Linked DNA regions of Mus musculus: regions 1, 2 and 4 are each linked to region 3. Evidence: chromatin contacts called from public ChIA-PET and HiChIP or PLAC-seq data. All regions are on one chromosome and are shown on one strand. The core of a region is the stretch at or near the end of the contact, and the rest is flanking DNA. Distances in the headings are between cores, read along the strand shown. Region 1 has its middle 22 kb from the start of Ugcg. Region 2 has its middle 28 kb from the start of Gm12596. Region 3 holds the start of Dnajc25 (DnaJ heat shock protein family (Hsp40) member C25). Region 4 overlaps Ecpas (Ecm29 proteasome adaptor and scaffold).

Region 1 (3,349 bases), core at 165-2,664, 160 kb after region 3:
ACAGAGTGAGTTCCAGGACAGCCAGAGCTATACAGAGAAACCCTGTCTCGAAAAACCAATAAATAAATAAATAAATAAATAAATAAATAAATAAATAAATAAAATGGGTTACTTTCTTTCTAACCAACCAACCTTCCTTCCTTCCTTTCTTTCTTTCTTTCTTTCTTTCTTTCTTTCTTCCTTCCTTCCTTCCTTCCTCCCTCCCTCCCTCCCTTTCTTCCTTCCTTCCTTCCTCCCTTTCTTTCTTTTACTCCATATTCCATTCCCTGCCCCCATCTATCCTCCAACTGCTCCACATCCCATACCTCCTTCCCACCCCACTGTCTCCACGTGGATACCCCCACACTCCCACCAAACCTGACCTCTAAACTCCCTGGGGCCTCCAATCTCTTGAGGGTTAGGTGCATCATCTCTGAATGAACACAGACTCTGCAGTCCTCTACTGTATATGTGTTGGGGGCCTCATATCAGCTGGTGTATGCTGTCTGTTTGGTGGTCCAGTGTTTGAGAGATCTCGGGGGTCCAGATTAATTGAGCCTGTTGGTCCTCCTACAGGATCTCCCTTCTTCACAGCTTCTTTCAGCCTTCCCTAATTCAACCACTGGGGTCAGCTGTTTCTGTCCATTGGTTGGGTGCAAATATTTTTATCTGACTCTTTCATCTGCTTGTTGGGTGTTTCGGAGGACAGTCATGATAGATCCCGTTTTGTGAGCACTCTGTAGCCTCAGTAATAGTGTCAGGCCTTGGGACCTCCCCTTGAGCTGGCTCTCAGTTTGGGCCTGTTGCTGGACCTTCTTTTCCTCAGGCTCCTTTCCATTTCAACCCCTTGTAATTCTTTCAGACAGAAACAATTATGGGTCAGAGATGTGCCTGTGGAATGGCAACCCCATCCCTCACATGATGAAAAAAAGATTAGATAATGTTTTTTTTATCTTAGTTAGGATTTTACTGCTGTGAACAGACACCATGACCAATGCAAGTCTTATAAAGGACATTTAATTGGGGCTGGTTCAGAGGTTCAGTCCATTATAATCAAGGAGTACACATGGCAGCATCCAGGCAGGCATGGTGCAGGAGGAGCTAAGAGTTCTACATCTACATCTGAAGGCTGCTAGCAGAATACTGACTTCCTGGAAGCTAGGGTAAGCTTCTTAAGCACATGCCCACAGTGACACACCTACTCCAACAAGGTCACACCCCAGGGCCAAGCATATACAAACCATCATGCCCCACTCCCTGGTCCCCATAGGCTTGTCCAAACACATGAGTCTATGGGGGCCATACCTAAACATACCATAATGCAAAATACATTTAGTCAATTTCCAAAGTCCCGATAGTCTACTGCAGTCTCAACAATATTAAAAGCCCAAAGTTCAAGATCTCTTCTGAGATTCATCTAAGCACTTAACTGTCATCCCCAAAGCAAGACAGGAAACCAGCTAGACAAAGTTCAAACTCTGCATCTGATCTCAAAGTAGTCCTCAGATCTCCAACTCCTTTTCGTCTTTGTTGACTGCAACAAACTTCTTTCTGCTGGGCTGGTTCCACTCCCTTATAGCAGCTTTTCTCAGCAGATGGCCCATGGTTCTGGCATCTCCAACATCTTGGGGTCTCCAAGGTACCTTCAATGTTATAGCTTCTTGTTTCAATGACCGGGATCCACACATGATCTTCTGGGCTCCTTCAAAGGGTTGTCATCACTTCCCTACCTTTGTCTTCTATAGTACTCTAAGCTCAGGTTGATCCACTCCACTGCTGCTGCTGTTCTTGGTGATCATCCCATGGTACTGGCATCTACAATGCACTGGAGTCTTCTGCTGCAGCTAGGCTTAACAGTAGCCTCTCATAGGCTCTCTTCATGGTGCCAAGCCTCTGTTCCTTTGCATGACCCCTCCAGTCCTGGGCCATCAACAACAACTGAGGCTTCCATGGCCTCTCACAGTGCCGAGCCTCAGCTGCTCTTCATAATCCCTTCATGTCTTCAAAGCCAGTACCACCTGGGTGACTCTCACACATTACCAAGTCCTGCTGCAGCATGAGGTACAACCTTGGCTATCTCTAGAACACAAGCTAGCTGCTTTGTGCTCTCAGAAAACACTTCCCAGAAGATTTTACCTCCATGATGCTGGTCTTTTCTTAATCACCCCTAATTTCTGAGCTCCAGCTAACTAGCATCAATTTTCCCAGTAGTCTCCTTTTCCTCTTGACTATAAAGTCAGAGCCAAATGACCAAAGCTGCTGAGTTCTGCTGAGGCTGGAACTTGGGCCCCTTGTTCTATTACATTATCACCAGCTTTCTGTTTTCCAACTCCTTCACTGCCTAAGCTTGGCTATCCTGGAACTTGTTCCATAAACTGAATTTGAGCTCAGAGATCTGCACTAAACACTGGGATTAAAGGTGTGGTCCACCAAGCCTATATTTAAATTTTTCTTTAAGGAGAATTTACTCTGTTCTCTGCTGGCCTTGAACTCAGAGATCTGCTTGTCTTTACATCCTGGGATTAAAGGCTTGTTCTACCATGCCTGGAACTAAATTTAGCTGGGTGGGATCTTGCCCCAAGGTCACTACAACTCCTTAATTCAACTTAATATCTTTAAACACAAGAGCCAGCTCCATTTCACTTCCTGGTGCTCCTTTAATACTCGAACCATATATTTTATATTTTTCCTTTCTCAGCTTGCTAAACTTATTTAAAAGGTTACACCTCGTATAGTAGTGCCACTCCCTGGGCCAAGCATATACAAACCTTCACAGTTTTAGAACATATGTTACAAATGTTCTGTGGTGCATATTTATAATAAAACTTATTTATCTAGTTAAAAATTCAGGCTCATTCTTGAACACTTGTGTTTTATCTTGGAAAGTCAGCATTATAGGGACCTCCAAACACCCAAGAGATACCTGCCTTATAACCTTATTGGGCATCTTTTCTGTTTTCTCTGAATGAGACCAAACTCCTCTTAGCTTCACCTAATATCCAAGCCTGCGCTCTTGCTGTTTCTCACGCCTATCTGGTTTCTTGTCTAACAAGATAGCAGAATGACTGGCAGATACTGAGTTTATTGAACAGCTACTGTCTCTCCCCAAGTTCATGTTCCCATTTACTCAAGTCCTGTCTCATAATTCTAATCCTAGGTTTGACAACTATGGTATCATGGTTGCTTTATTTCCCAATAAAGAGTGTATCTTTTTCTCCCCCATTATATCCAAAGTAGCCCCCACAGCGGATGGAATTCAGCAGCGCTCAATACGTAGTTGTTGAATTGTTGAATGAGTAATCAAAGAATAAATACCCTGTAGGCTGTCTGTTGGGACTGATAGATCAGAAAGTTCTGTTTCCACAGGAAA
Region 2 (3,733 bases), core at 216-2,715, 230 kb after region 3:
CTCTTAAAACTGCATGGAATGAGATGTACAGGCAACACTTAAGGAATTTCACCTAGTGAGAGTGTTTCAAGCTCTTATTTTAATGATCAGCTGGTTCTGTATCACCCAGGGACCATTTCCAAATGTGCTCTGGCTCGGCATTGATGGTAATGAGCACAAGGTATCCAGCTCTTTTTGGAACTAGCCACCTGACCTGTCATCCCATCCTTCCACCCCCGCCCCCGACACTCACCCCCTAAACCCCTGACTTTGCGGTCCCATCGTTTTCTAACTATGTACCAGCAATCATTTTGTAGGCCAACAGCACAGCAGGAGGATGGTGAGTTCAAAGCCAGCATGGGCTACATTGCTAGATGCTTTCAGAGATGGAGGGAGAGGAGAGAGAGATTGGAGTGGGGATGTGGGTGGGGAGGAGTTGAGGGAGGGAGGGAAGAACGGAGGGAGAGACTTTGAAAGCATGCACATAGGCGTATTTAGAGTACGAGAGCTGTGGTTCAGAACCTAGGACCTCATTTTATTCTCCAAGTGAAACTGTCCAACAGAAAGAAGTTTCTGCAGAGGTTCCTGCTCTAGGCCCTCGAAGGCCATCCAGCAGGTACACACTGACCAACCATTGCTACCAGCTACGGAAGCAGTGGTGGAAAGAAACAACACATTGAGAAGGTAATGGAAAACTTTCTTTCCAATATTACTTTCTTAGAAAAGTGTGGTTTTGAGCTTTGGTTCAAACTTAGCTGATCTCCACCCCCAACCCGCCACCCCTTGCTTTCATAGATCATCTTAAAAGGATAGAAACATAGGGAGAGCCGGGCAGGGTGGCTCACGCCTTTAATCTCAGCACTTGGGAGGCAGAGGCAGGCGGATTTCTGAGTTCGAGGCCAGCCTGATCTACAAAGTGAGTTCCAGGACAGCCAGGGCTACACAGAGAAACCCTGTCTCAAACCTCCCCCACCCCAAAAAAAGAAAAAAAAAAAAACATAGGGAGAAAAGTATGGCTGCTCTGTCTTTGACAACTGACCGGAAGCTGCAGAATGGAGGGGTAGGCATTCTGCCCTGCACAGTCCTGCTGATTCAGGCCAGCAGGCCTGTACCTGCCCAGCCCTGGTGAATTCTGGGAACATAACAACCCATGAAGTCACTGGGGTTCTACACGTGTAGCTATAAGTCAATATGTCTCTTTCAACTTAGCCTCCAAATGCAGAGACCAACAATGCTAAGAGAAAGCAATTTGCTTGGCATTTGGGGATGAGAGGTCATGACTGGACACCTTACTCCCTTACAGTGGTCATCTCTGGGAGAATCTAATCAACTCTATCAATGCCAGTGACACAGAAGGAAAGGTCAGCATTCTTATATGAAAGCAGAAATACACACCCCCTAAAAAAATGTCAAAAGAAAAATCCTGGCTTCTAGCCCCAGTGACTGCTGGTTCAAATTATTGTAGCAGCTGGGCCATGGCTGCCTGAAGAATTCTAACAGCTGGCTTGACAGATCCTCCAGGCAGAAAGACTGCAAACAAAGGGCATGTGTAATTTACAAGAAAGACACTACATTTTTGACCAGAGGATGTGGCTAACACTGAGGCAGAATGACTGGTGACAAGAGTAAACCTCAGACATAATGGAGGGTGCCCGTTAGGAGAGCATGGTGAGGACTTTGAAAGAGATGTGGATAGATCATGAGAAATGAAGCTATAAAGCTGAGAAATGGCTCAGTTGGTAAAGTGCCCACCTCATGAGCTTGACCGCCTGAGGGTGGATGCCTAGCTCACACACGTGCACACACACAGTCACACATTCATGTATGTGTGTGCACACAATACACACACACACACACACACACACACACACACACACACACACACACGTAATGGTGGCACAGCTATAACCCCAACACCTATGAGGATTACTGACCAGACAGGTTAGCCAATTGATGAGGACAAGACGTTGTCTCAAAATACGTGACAGGAAGTGCTGGGTGTTGGTGGTGCTTGCTTTTAACCCCTGCACTCAGGAGACAGAGGCAGACAGATCTCTGTGAGTTTAAGGCTCAGCCTGCTCTATAGGCTAGCTTTAGTCTGAAATTCAGACTAGCCAGGAGTTACACAGTGAACTGCCTCAAAATAACTACTGCTACTGCTACTGCTGCTGCTGCTGCTGCTGCTGCTGCTACTACTACTACTACTACTACTACTACTACTAATAATAATAATAATAATAATAATAATAATAATAACAACAACAATAATAATAATAATTGGTAGAGAGTGACAGAGGAGAAGGCCAGATGTCAACCTCTGGCCTCTACATCTAGAAACAGGCTAAACATGAAGAGAATCGCATGTATAGAGTATCGGCCAGATGGACACTTAATCTCATAATAATGTTTCCAGAACACAAATATACAAATACATATAAAAACTAAAGAAAGAAAAAAAATTGGTTTAAATCCAGGTGGGTTTAATGTAAAGACACAATGCAAAGAAGTGTCCTATGAGTCTCTTCCCTCTGTCTCCTGTGTGTGTGTGTGTGTGTGTGTGTATTACTAGGGATTGAATTTAGGGCCTCCTACACTTTAGCCGAGTGCTCTACCACTGAGCTGTATCCTTAGAACTTTTTAAAACGTGTTTATTTTGATCCTAGGCTGTCCTTAAACTTACAGTTAGCTTCCTATATAGCTAGGATTAGAGGTTTCTATCACAAATCTTGGCAAAATCTCGACTCGTATGGTAACTAAACCATTGACCAGAAAAAGAACTTAATAAAGTGAGTAGGAACATCAATCTATTAGGGGGTGGGCATGGTAGCACATGCCTTTAATCTCAGCATTAGGGAGGCAGAGACAGGAGGATCTTTCTGAGCTCAAGGCTAGCCTGGTCTACATAGCAAGTTCTAAGACAGCCTTGGCTATGTAGAGAGCTCTGGTCTCTAAAAACAAACAAACAAACAAACAAACAAACAAGAGACTATTAGCAGTGCTGGAGGCTCTTGGGAGATAAGAAATCATTTTTATAGGTTGTTGGGGGAGGGGTGAATTATGATCTGAAAATCTTTATCTGGCTCAAATCTCATTATTTATGGGCAAAAGGAAGGCATTTGGGGGTCAAAGATACACTACCCATGTAGTCTATTTGAGGAGTTTGTCAAAAAAGTACTCAATAAAATACTCTCAAAAATCTCATCCATGTGAGTGATACAAAGAATGTAAGAAAACAATGGTTTGTAATTCAGTTTCAAACAAAAAAAGGGGAAACAACAGTAGGTCACAGACAGACTTCGTAACTGTCAATGTAGCTGTTAGGTCCCGTGAAATCATAAGAATTTTTGATCATTAGAATTAAGAGGTCCTGCAGGGCGTGGTGGCACACGCCTTTAATCCCAGCACTCAGGAGGCAGAGGCAGGCAGATTTCTGAGTTCGAGGCCAGCCTGGTCTACAGAGTGAGTTCCAGGACAGCCAGGGCTACACAGAGAAACCCTGTCTCAAAAAACCAAAAAAAGAAGAAAAAAAAAATAATAATTAAGAGGTCCTGAATTTGAGATGCAGTAGGGAAGATCAGGACTGATGTAAATATAATACTCATATATGAAATTCTTTTAAAAAAAAATAAGTTTAATCAGGTGAATCTCACTAGAGGGGAAATTTTTGATAGCTTTGACTAAAATTTTATTTTATTTTATTTTATTTTGTTTTTTCGGGACAGGGTTTCTCTGTATAGCTCTGGCTGTCCTGGAA
Region 3 (3,803 bases), core at 512-3,011:
ATTTTAATTCTGAGACATCCTGCAGTGGTCCGAATTAGCTGTCTTAGTCGCTGTTCTATTGCTGTGAATAGACACCATGACCAAGACAGCTCTTATAAATGAAGGCATTGAGTCTTGCTTAGAGTTTCACAGGTTTAGTTCTCTCTCTCTCTCTCTCTCTCTCTCTCTCTCTCTCTCTCCCCCCCCCGTGTGTGTGTGTGTGTGTGTGTGTGTGTATGTGTGTGTGTGTGTGTGTGTGTGTGTGTGTGTGTGTGTATGAGAGAGAGAGAGTGGGGGTGAGGGGGAGCAGATGTGGGCTTTTGAAAAACTCAAAAGCCTACCTCCAACAAGACCATCTCTCTCAAGTCTTACCAAGAATCCCCTCACTCCCTGGCTACTAAGCATTCAAGTATCGGAGCCTGTGGCAACCATTCTTATTCAAACCACCACAGTGTGAGTACTCGTCAAACCTGCAAATGTGACTATTAATAGAAACTCCCCGTCTTGAAAGAGGTATTGGTATTTTGGCTCACTTTGAATTTATTTGAAATGAAATAATTGAGGTTTATAGAGGCTAAAGTCCATGTTGATACTAGAAAAATTTAATTGTATTCTTCCTGAATATCTAACATTGTCTATCAAATCTTCACTTGGTGTACAGACCAATCCCAATGGATAGATCCCTATCTATTAGTTGTTAGCCAGTTGCCATCATAGACCTGGGAAACTATAAAGTCAGTCATGTGGGATATACTGGTCATTCATTATCAACCCGACTGGATTTAGAATCACCATGGAAACACATCTCTGAGTGTGTGTGAGGCTGTTTTCCAGAAGGGTGTAACTGAGGTAAGAACAACATGGACACATCACCATCATACATAGTGAGGCATTGGATCAAATAAAAAGGAGAAAATAAATTTGGCACCCTTTTCATTCCTTTATTCTAATTTCAGATAATGTGTAACTAGCAACTTTGTTGCCAGGCCTTCTGGACTGTGGGGGCCGTATTCCCTAGAACCCTAAACCCAAATAAATCCTTCATCTTTGATGTTGCTGCTTGCAGGTATTTGGTCACAGCAACAAATAAATTACACATTTAAAAACTGTGGTTTATCTGAAATTTAAACTTAATGGAGCACGTCCTCTCCCCACTCCACCTCCTGATTTCCCTGGAGGCATTTGCAAGATCTTAAGCTGTATTTTGATTGTCACAATTAGGGATAATGGTGTTACAGGCACTTTTGTGGACCGTATGGGGGTACTACTAAACGTTTTACATCCTCCGGGCAAATAATTGTTTGCTCTAAAATATAAATAAGCAGAGAAACAGAGAACAAAAAGGCCACGGTCTTTCAGGGCTCCTGGGAGAGAGACAGTGCAATTGTCTAAGTTCATCTTCAGTTTGGGTTAGAGGGGGGGCAATGTCCAGGCCTGGAGACAGGATGCCAGTGCCCAGAGTTCCTACGGCAGCGGATGAAGTAGCGAGGTCGAGAAGGTGGCGTGTGGCTAGTCCTGCGTGTGGACTGTGCCGCACTAGGCGGCTAGGAGCGCTTCAGACAGACAGACACCTACCCCTGCCTCAGAAAAGACCGCTGAGCTACTAAGACTACCAGGCTCCACAACACACAGAAGCCGCCCGAGGCTAAGGCGTCCTTCTCTCCTAGCAACGCGCGGGGACGGAAGTGGCTGCGGCGCCACGCCCCCTGCGCCTGCGCACAGGCGCGGCCTGCTGACGTGGACCGGGCTGCGGGGCCGAGCCCGGCGCCGAGGAGAGCAGCCGCGGCCGCTGTGCTGGCAGAGCGGCGAGCGAGGCGGGGATGGCGGCGCGGCTCGCTTTGCGCGGGGGACCCGGGGCTGCCGGCCAGCGCCCATGGCTGCTGCTGGCGCCGCTGCTGCTGGTCCCGCTGCTGGCGCGGCCCGCCGAGGCCCTGGTGGAAGGGCTGTACTGCGGCACGCGCGACTGCTACGAGGTGCTGGGCGTGAGCCGCTCGGCCAGCAAGGCGGAGATCGCGCGGGCCTACCGTCAGCTGGCCCGGCGCTACCACCCAGATCGCTACCGGCCCGAGCCCGGGGACGGCCCCGGGGGCGCGCCGCCGAGCGCCGAGGCTTTCCTGCTAGTGGCGACCGCCTACGAGACGCTCAAGGTGAGGCTCGCGGGCGCTGATGGGTGGCTGGGGATTTGGGTCTCCTAGCCGGGTGATCAGGTCCTCTACGACCCCAGCACACTGCTGCCGCCTGGACTTTTAGGAGGTCCACGTTTCCCACGTGGCCGTGGAATGAGCCACCTTGGCCCGCTAGCCAGCATGGCCACCTCCTCGAGGACAGTTTTGGAGGACAGCCAGTTCTGTTTTTGGACAGTTGTTATGCAAAGCTTTGCACTTATTTTATTTTTGGTGTAAAAAGCATTCTGGTTACTTGAGGTGCATGCTCGGAAAGCAGGGTGATTGTCAGTGCTAGGATCTGAGATAGGACATAGAACAGAAAAGTCTGAAATACTGAGTATTAACAACTGATCATGCCAATTTGATAGGACAGAAGTTTGGCCTCTGGGATAATGTCAATAATGACATTTATCTAGAAGCGCGCGCACACACACACACACACACACACACACAAACAGCGAACTATCAGTCCGAAAACTGGACTGTGACTTTTGGCTCTGACAACTCCTGAGTGACCTTGGATAGTTGTTTCTGACTTGGGGCAGAAGATTGAGAATTCCTAGTAGGAAAATAATTTTTGGACGTGTGTAGTGATCTGACAAAGGCTTTATTGCCTGCTGTGCATGTAGGAGGATTTAGCTTGACCCCCTTTTCTTTGATTACTGCAGTATATGTAAAAAAAAAAATCACCTGTTATGTCATGCTTGAGGGAGGTATTTCTGTTTCAAGAGCCCCATCGGAAGACTGCAGCGTCAGTCATAGCCGTGTTTCCATCATAGCTGTGTCTCTTTCCTAGGTTTTTGTTGTTGTTGTTGTTTTGTTTTCCAGCCTTCTTGTAATGACTACTTTGGATAGCTGTATTACCATTAATGGTGGATTAGTCCTCCAGATTAGCTTTACAGAGTTGGCAATTCGGAGTCAAATTCCCTTTCTTTCAGGCTTAGAGCAGTTTGATGTTTGGAGCTATTAAGACTGTACTTCACTGACTAAATTCTCACCAGCTAGTGAGAGTACAGTTTTTGTTGGCACTCAGTTGAGGTATGGGCGAGCAGTTAGAAAGAAATTTGAAGGCTTAGTCCCCATTATTAGAGGAATGAGTGATTGAGAGAACAGGCTTCAAAAAAACCAGAAAGAACTTGCTCCCCCTGGAACCACTCAGCACATGAACCCCAAACTGTTTGCTGAGGAACGTGTGGTTCTATGCTGCCCGACCTTCCAAGGGCCTCGAGGTGCACTGGGGGCTCTGCTGAGAGAGCCAGGACAGATAGGAGCAGAAGTGCTGGCAACTGTCGCCTTCGCCTAGGTTTTGTGGGGCAAGAGATGGGTGGGTAGGTTTGGCGGGGGAATGGTAAAGGTGTTCATAAGAACTTTGAGAACAAGTGCCAGGACTAAAGTGTAGTGCCAGCAGATGACATTCTCAATGGAAGTACTCCTAGGACTCAAAATAGTTATGCTATTTTCTTAGGGACACTGTTTCCAAAGTCTAATCTGGTTGTTTTGGTTGTTTGGTTGTTTTGGTTTGTTGCTTCTAAAGGTTTCTACTCTAAAGTTTAGAACTGATTTATCAGAAAATAAAAAAGCTAGGTAAAACAATGTGTCCACTCAAGGCCAAGGGGCTTCTAGGCAGTTATAAAGTGTGTTGTCTGGCATGGTGGTGCA
Region 4 (3,554 bases), core at 360-2,859, 140 kb before region 3:
CTTTTCTTTTTTTTTTTTTTTTCCCACAAAATGGTAACCTATGTGTTCTCCCCACAGAATTTTATAATCTTAATGTAATTTTATGGTATATACTTTTTTTTATCCTAAAGAAAAATTAATTAAAATACACTAAGAATCACATTTAAGCTTCCAAAAACAAAATCTACAATATGATATAAAGAATAAGGCCAGTTCAAACTTAAAAATTTTGAAAGAAGAACTTTTTTAACACTCCAAAATTCATTCCTTTAAATGATACCAGAAATACTCTAAGTTATAAGCAATAAGAAAAAAATGAGAGACTACTCTACATGGGGATCCATCCCATAATCAGCCACCAAACCCAGACACTATTGCATATGCCAGCAAGATTTTGCTGAAGGGACCCTGATATAGCTGTCTCGTGTGAGGCTAGACTAGTGCCTGGCAAATACAGAAGTGGATGCTAACAGTCAGCTATTGGATGAAACACACAGGGCCCCCAATGGAGGAGCCCGAGAAAGTACCCAAGGAGCTGAAGGTGTCTGCAACCCTATAGGTGGAACAACAATATGCACTAACCAGTACCCCCCAGAGTTCATCTCTAGCTGCATTTGTAGCAGAAGATGGCCTAGTCAGAAGAGAGGCCCTTAAGTCTTACAAACTTTATATGCCCCAGTACAGGGGAACACCAGGGCCAAGAAGTGGGAGTGGGTGGGTAGGGGAGCAGGGCAGGGGGAGGGTATAGGGAACTTTAGGATAGCATTTGAAATGTAAATAAAGAAAATATCTATTTAAAAAAAAAAAAAAAAAGGCCAGGCATGGTAACGCACGCCTTTGATCCCAGCACTCGGGAGGCAGAGGCAGGAGGATTTCTGAATTCGAGGCCAGCCTGGTCTATAACATGAGTGCCAGGACAGCCAGGGCTATACAGAGAAACCCTGTCTCAGAAAAGGAAAGGGAAAGGGAAAGGGAAAGGGAAAGGGAAAGGGAAAGGGAAAGGGAAAGGGAAAGGGAAAGGGAAAGGGAAAGGGAAAGGGAAAGGGAAAGGGAAAGGGAAAGGGAAAGGGAAAGGGAAAGGGAAAGGGAAAGGGAAAGGGAAAGGGAAAGGGAAAGGGAAAGGGAAAGGGAAAGGGAAAGGGAAAGGGAAAGGGAAAGGGAAAAAGAAAAAGAAAAAGAAAAAGGGAAAGGGAAAAAGAAAAAGAAAAAGAAAAAGAGAAAGGAAAAGGAAAAGGAAAAGGAAAAGGAAAAGGAAAAGGAAAAGGAAAAGGAAAAAAAAGAAAAAAGAAAAAAATGAGACTTGAAAGAATGTTAGGGGAAAATATACTTCAATTCTCTTAATCTAGTCTAGCAAAGTTAAGCCAGGTTCTCAAATTCAACCAATAAAAGACATGAGTAAAATTAAGATTTACCCTCTCCTTAAACTGTGGGTCAAGACTCCTATGTGGGCGACACATCACTAAATATGGGGTCATAACAAATTTTGAGAAGTAAAGTTTCTAACATGAGACAACCAAAACTTTACTCAAAACCAACTGTAATGAATCCCGTGTTTGCTTCTGGCTGCGCTGACTTATGGTGCGTCAGGCAGCTTCCCCACAGCCTTGGCTCTGAATGCAAACATGATGACTGTGCACTGAATCTGGCATCAGTCCACACTACACAAGCATGACGGAAACCTACTAAGGACCAGCACAGGTTGTAAATGTCACTGTTCCTACTGTACACTCCACCTCTTATAGAAACTGAGTTAAACACATAAAATAAAACTTCTCTTTTTTTCCTACCATCATTCGTAGTATGCAAATATCAAAAGAGTCTATCTTTGAATTGTATCATGTTAGAATATTTAATTAAAACTTGCTGAGTTGCTGACTTGAGTTTAACTTTAAAAAACAAAATCATTGCAAGAGTTTTGGCATAGGATCAGGACAGAATTTCCAATAATTTCTAGATGCCTTAAATTTCCTCCAGCCATTTTGTGCTGAGTAGGTAAAGCAAGGGTTCTTAGCAGTAACCATTATAAAACCAAAATCCTAAAGCATGCACGTTAAAGATGTTCTGCCTTAGAGTATCAAATATCCAGCCAAGATTTAATTCTATGTGTAAATTTGAACAAGCCTATCCATCTTATTAATAAAAAATTGATTTCCTCATAAACAAATGGAAAAGATGTATGTATAGCAAAACTGTTTTAAATGAGTTTGATTTATTACCAGCAAATGTTTGCTCTCCATATCTATTTCATACATACACAGTCACATAAAAAATTTCAAACAAAAAGAATCACAAAATATATATCCATAGTCACATAAAGAAATTCTCAAACAAAAAGGATTTCAAACAAAAGGATCACTTAGAAAAGTTTAAGAAGCCCTGCTATAAGCCACCTCATATGCTTCCCAGTGGAAGCCACTCTCAGCCACTGCCATTATCTACCCAAACACTGCAATAGAGCAAACTAAGGTCCATTAAATTAATTTCCTTATTTTATTATACCTCCTTGCACTTTCTTCTTAGAGGAAGCAAAGTAAAATGCATATATCAGTTATAAAGTTTTATGGCATTTTCGCTATTTCTGTCTTATAAATGTTATTTTAACAACCTGCATGCATTCAACCTTCTGGACACGGAAGCACACACCTGTAATCCGCAGTAGGCAGAGACACAGGGTAGAAAGCCTGGGGCAGTCTAAGCTATCTAACAAAACCATCCCAAAGAAGCCAGTTACAAATACCTCAGGATTTACATTTTAAATATATATACAGGACCTCACTGTGTAGCAAGAGCTACTGAACTACTAAGATCTGCTGCTCCTGTCTCTCAAGTGCTGGGTTATGTGACATGAGGTATTCAGGTTTTTATTTTTCAATAACTGTAAGACATGCTATAATGACTAAAGTTATAACATTTCTAAATATATTTTCTTCTTTTGAATGGTTAGATCATGAATTCCCAGATTTACTATGTATATGTATATGTGTGTGTATGTATAAATGTGTGTGTATATATTTATTTATTTAATGACTCACTGCTCAAATAAGATATAAGATACAGTACTTCCTCAGAAACTTAAATGGATTTACCACTTCAATATACCTGTATTTAACCATAGGTACAAACTACTCATTTTCCATTGATTTTTATTTCATACAAAGATTATTCCTCTATTATTTGTATCTCTTTTCAATGTAGATTTAAGTTTTACTCAGTAATTCTTCCATAAGCCTGGTTTTTACTATAACAACCACAATACATACACATTCATTATTAAAAGGGATCTTAACTGGTCTGAGACGAGAGAAAAATCAAAAGTTAATTATTTCTTGGGTCTATTGTTTTCAACATTAACTTTCAGTTTATTTGCCTAGCGGAAAATTTTATTAATTATAATGGCATTCCTAACCTATTTTAGCTTTGAAATACATTTTCAAATAGGTTTTTTTTGGACACAGATTTTTGCTCGTTGGTAAACTTTATTAACTTACAACTAAGAATGTGTCCTAGTTTCCTAAGCTGAATACATCATTTCATAAAACCCTGCAAAGATTTAAGAACTCTGCCTTTTGATTTTG

What was found. ChIA-PET counts read pairs in DNA pulled down with a chosen protein or histone mark. HiChIP or PLAC-seq counts read pairs in DNA pulled down with a chosen protein or histone mark.
Region 1: a contact with region 3 is called in an RNA polymerase II ChIA-PET map of memory CD8 T cells, with 16 read pairs. The contact joins the enhancer-like site here to the promoter of Dnajc25 in region 3. A contact is called at or near these places in 2 of 484 Hi-C or Micro-C datasets (erythroid progenitors and uterus), 3 of 115 datasets of contacts at active chromatin or transcription factors (embryonic stem cells, heart atrium and memory CD8 T cells) and 1 of 9 other capture datasets (liver).
Region 2: a contact with region 3 is called in an RNA polymerase II ChIA-PET map of memory CD8 T cells, with 128 read pairs. The contact joins the enhancer-like site here to the promoter of Dnajc25 in region 3. A contact is called at or near these places in 2 of 39 promoter capture datasets (liver and pre-B cells) and 4 of 115 datasets of contacts at active chromatin or transcription factors (effector CD8 T cells, memory CD8 T cells, microglia and 1 more).
Region 4: a contact with region 3 is called in an HNF4G HiChIP or PLAC-seq map of pancreatic cancer cells. The contact joins the enhancer-like site here to the promoter of Dnajc25 in region 3. A contact is called at or near these places in 7 of 39 promoter capture datasets (the 3T3-L1 cell line, 3T3-L1-derived adipocytes, the C10 cell line and 3 more), 2 of 15 datasets of contacts at CTCF or cohesin (large pre-B cells and pro-B cells), 3 of 484 Hi-C or Micro-C datasets (cortical neurons and liver), 3 of 115 datasets of contacts at active chromatin or transcription factors (bone marrow-derived macrophages, large pre-B cells and pancreatic cancer cells) and 2 of 9 other capture datasets (adipose tissue and liver).

What each region holds. Positions count from the first base shown.
Region 1 is chr4:59,166,202-59,169,550 of GRCm38.p6, forward strand. No RefSeq gene overlaps it. Among named protein-coding and RNA genes, the nearest start is that of Ugcg, 22 kb to the right of the region's middle. Within about 2 kb of position 1,415, at least 20 of the 459 cell types and tissues checked have an H3K27ac peak or open chromatin away from gene starts, as enhancers often do. A contact at or near this core is called in memory CD8 T cells, where this site is marked.
Region 2 is chr4:59,229,971-59,233,703 of GRCm38.p6, forward strand. No RefSeq gene overlaps it. Among named protein-coding and RNA genes, the nearest start is that of Gm12596, 28 kb to the right of the region's middle. Within about 2 kb of position 1,466, at least 24 of the 459 cell types and tissues checked have an H3K27ac peak or open chromatin away from gene starts, as enhancers often do. A contact at or near this core is called in effector CD8 T cells and memory CD8 T cells, where this site is marked.
Region 3 is chr4:59,001,432-59,005,234 of GRCm38.p6, forward strand. Dnajc25 (DnaJ heat shock protein family (Hsp40) member C25) reads left to right here and starts at 1,762. Exons shown (of 4, transcript NM_001033165.3): 1 at 1,762-2,126. The coding sequence starts at 1,800.
Region 4 is chr4:58,865,837-58,869,390 of GRCm38.p6, forward strand. All of the region lies in intron 7 of Ecpas (Ecm29 proteasome adaptor and scaffold), which reads right to left. Among named protein-coding and RNA genes, the nearest start is that of Ecpas, 45 kb to the right of the region's middle. Within about 2 kb of position 1,610, at least 40 of the 459 cell types and tissues checked have an H3K27ac peak or open chromatin away from gene starts, as enhancers often do. A contact at or near this core is called in pancreatic cancer cells, where this site is marked.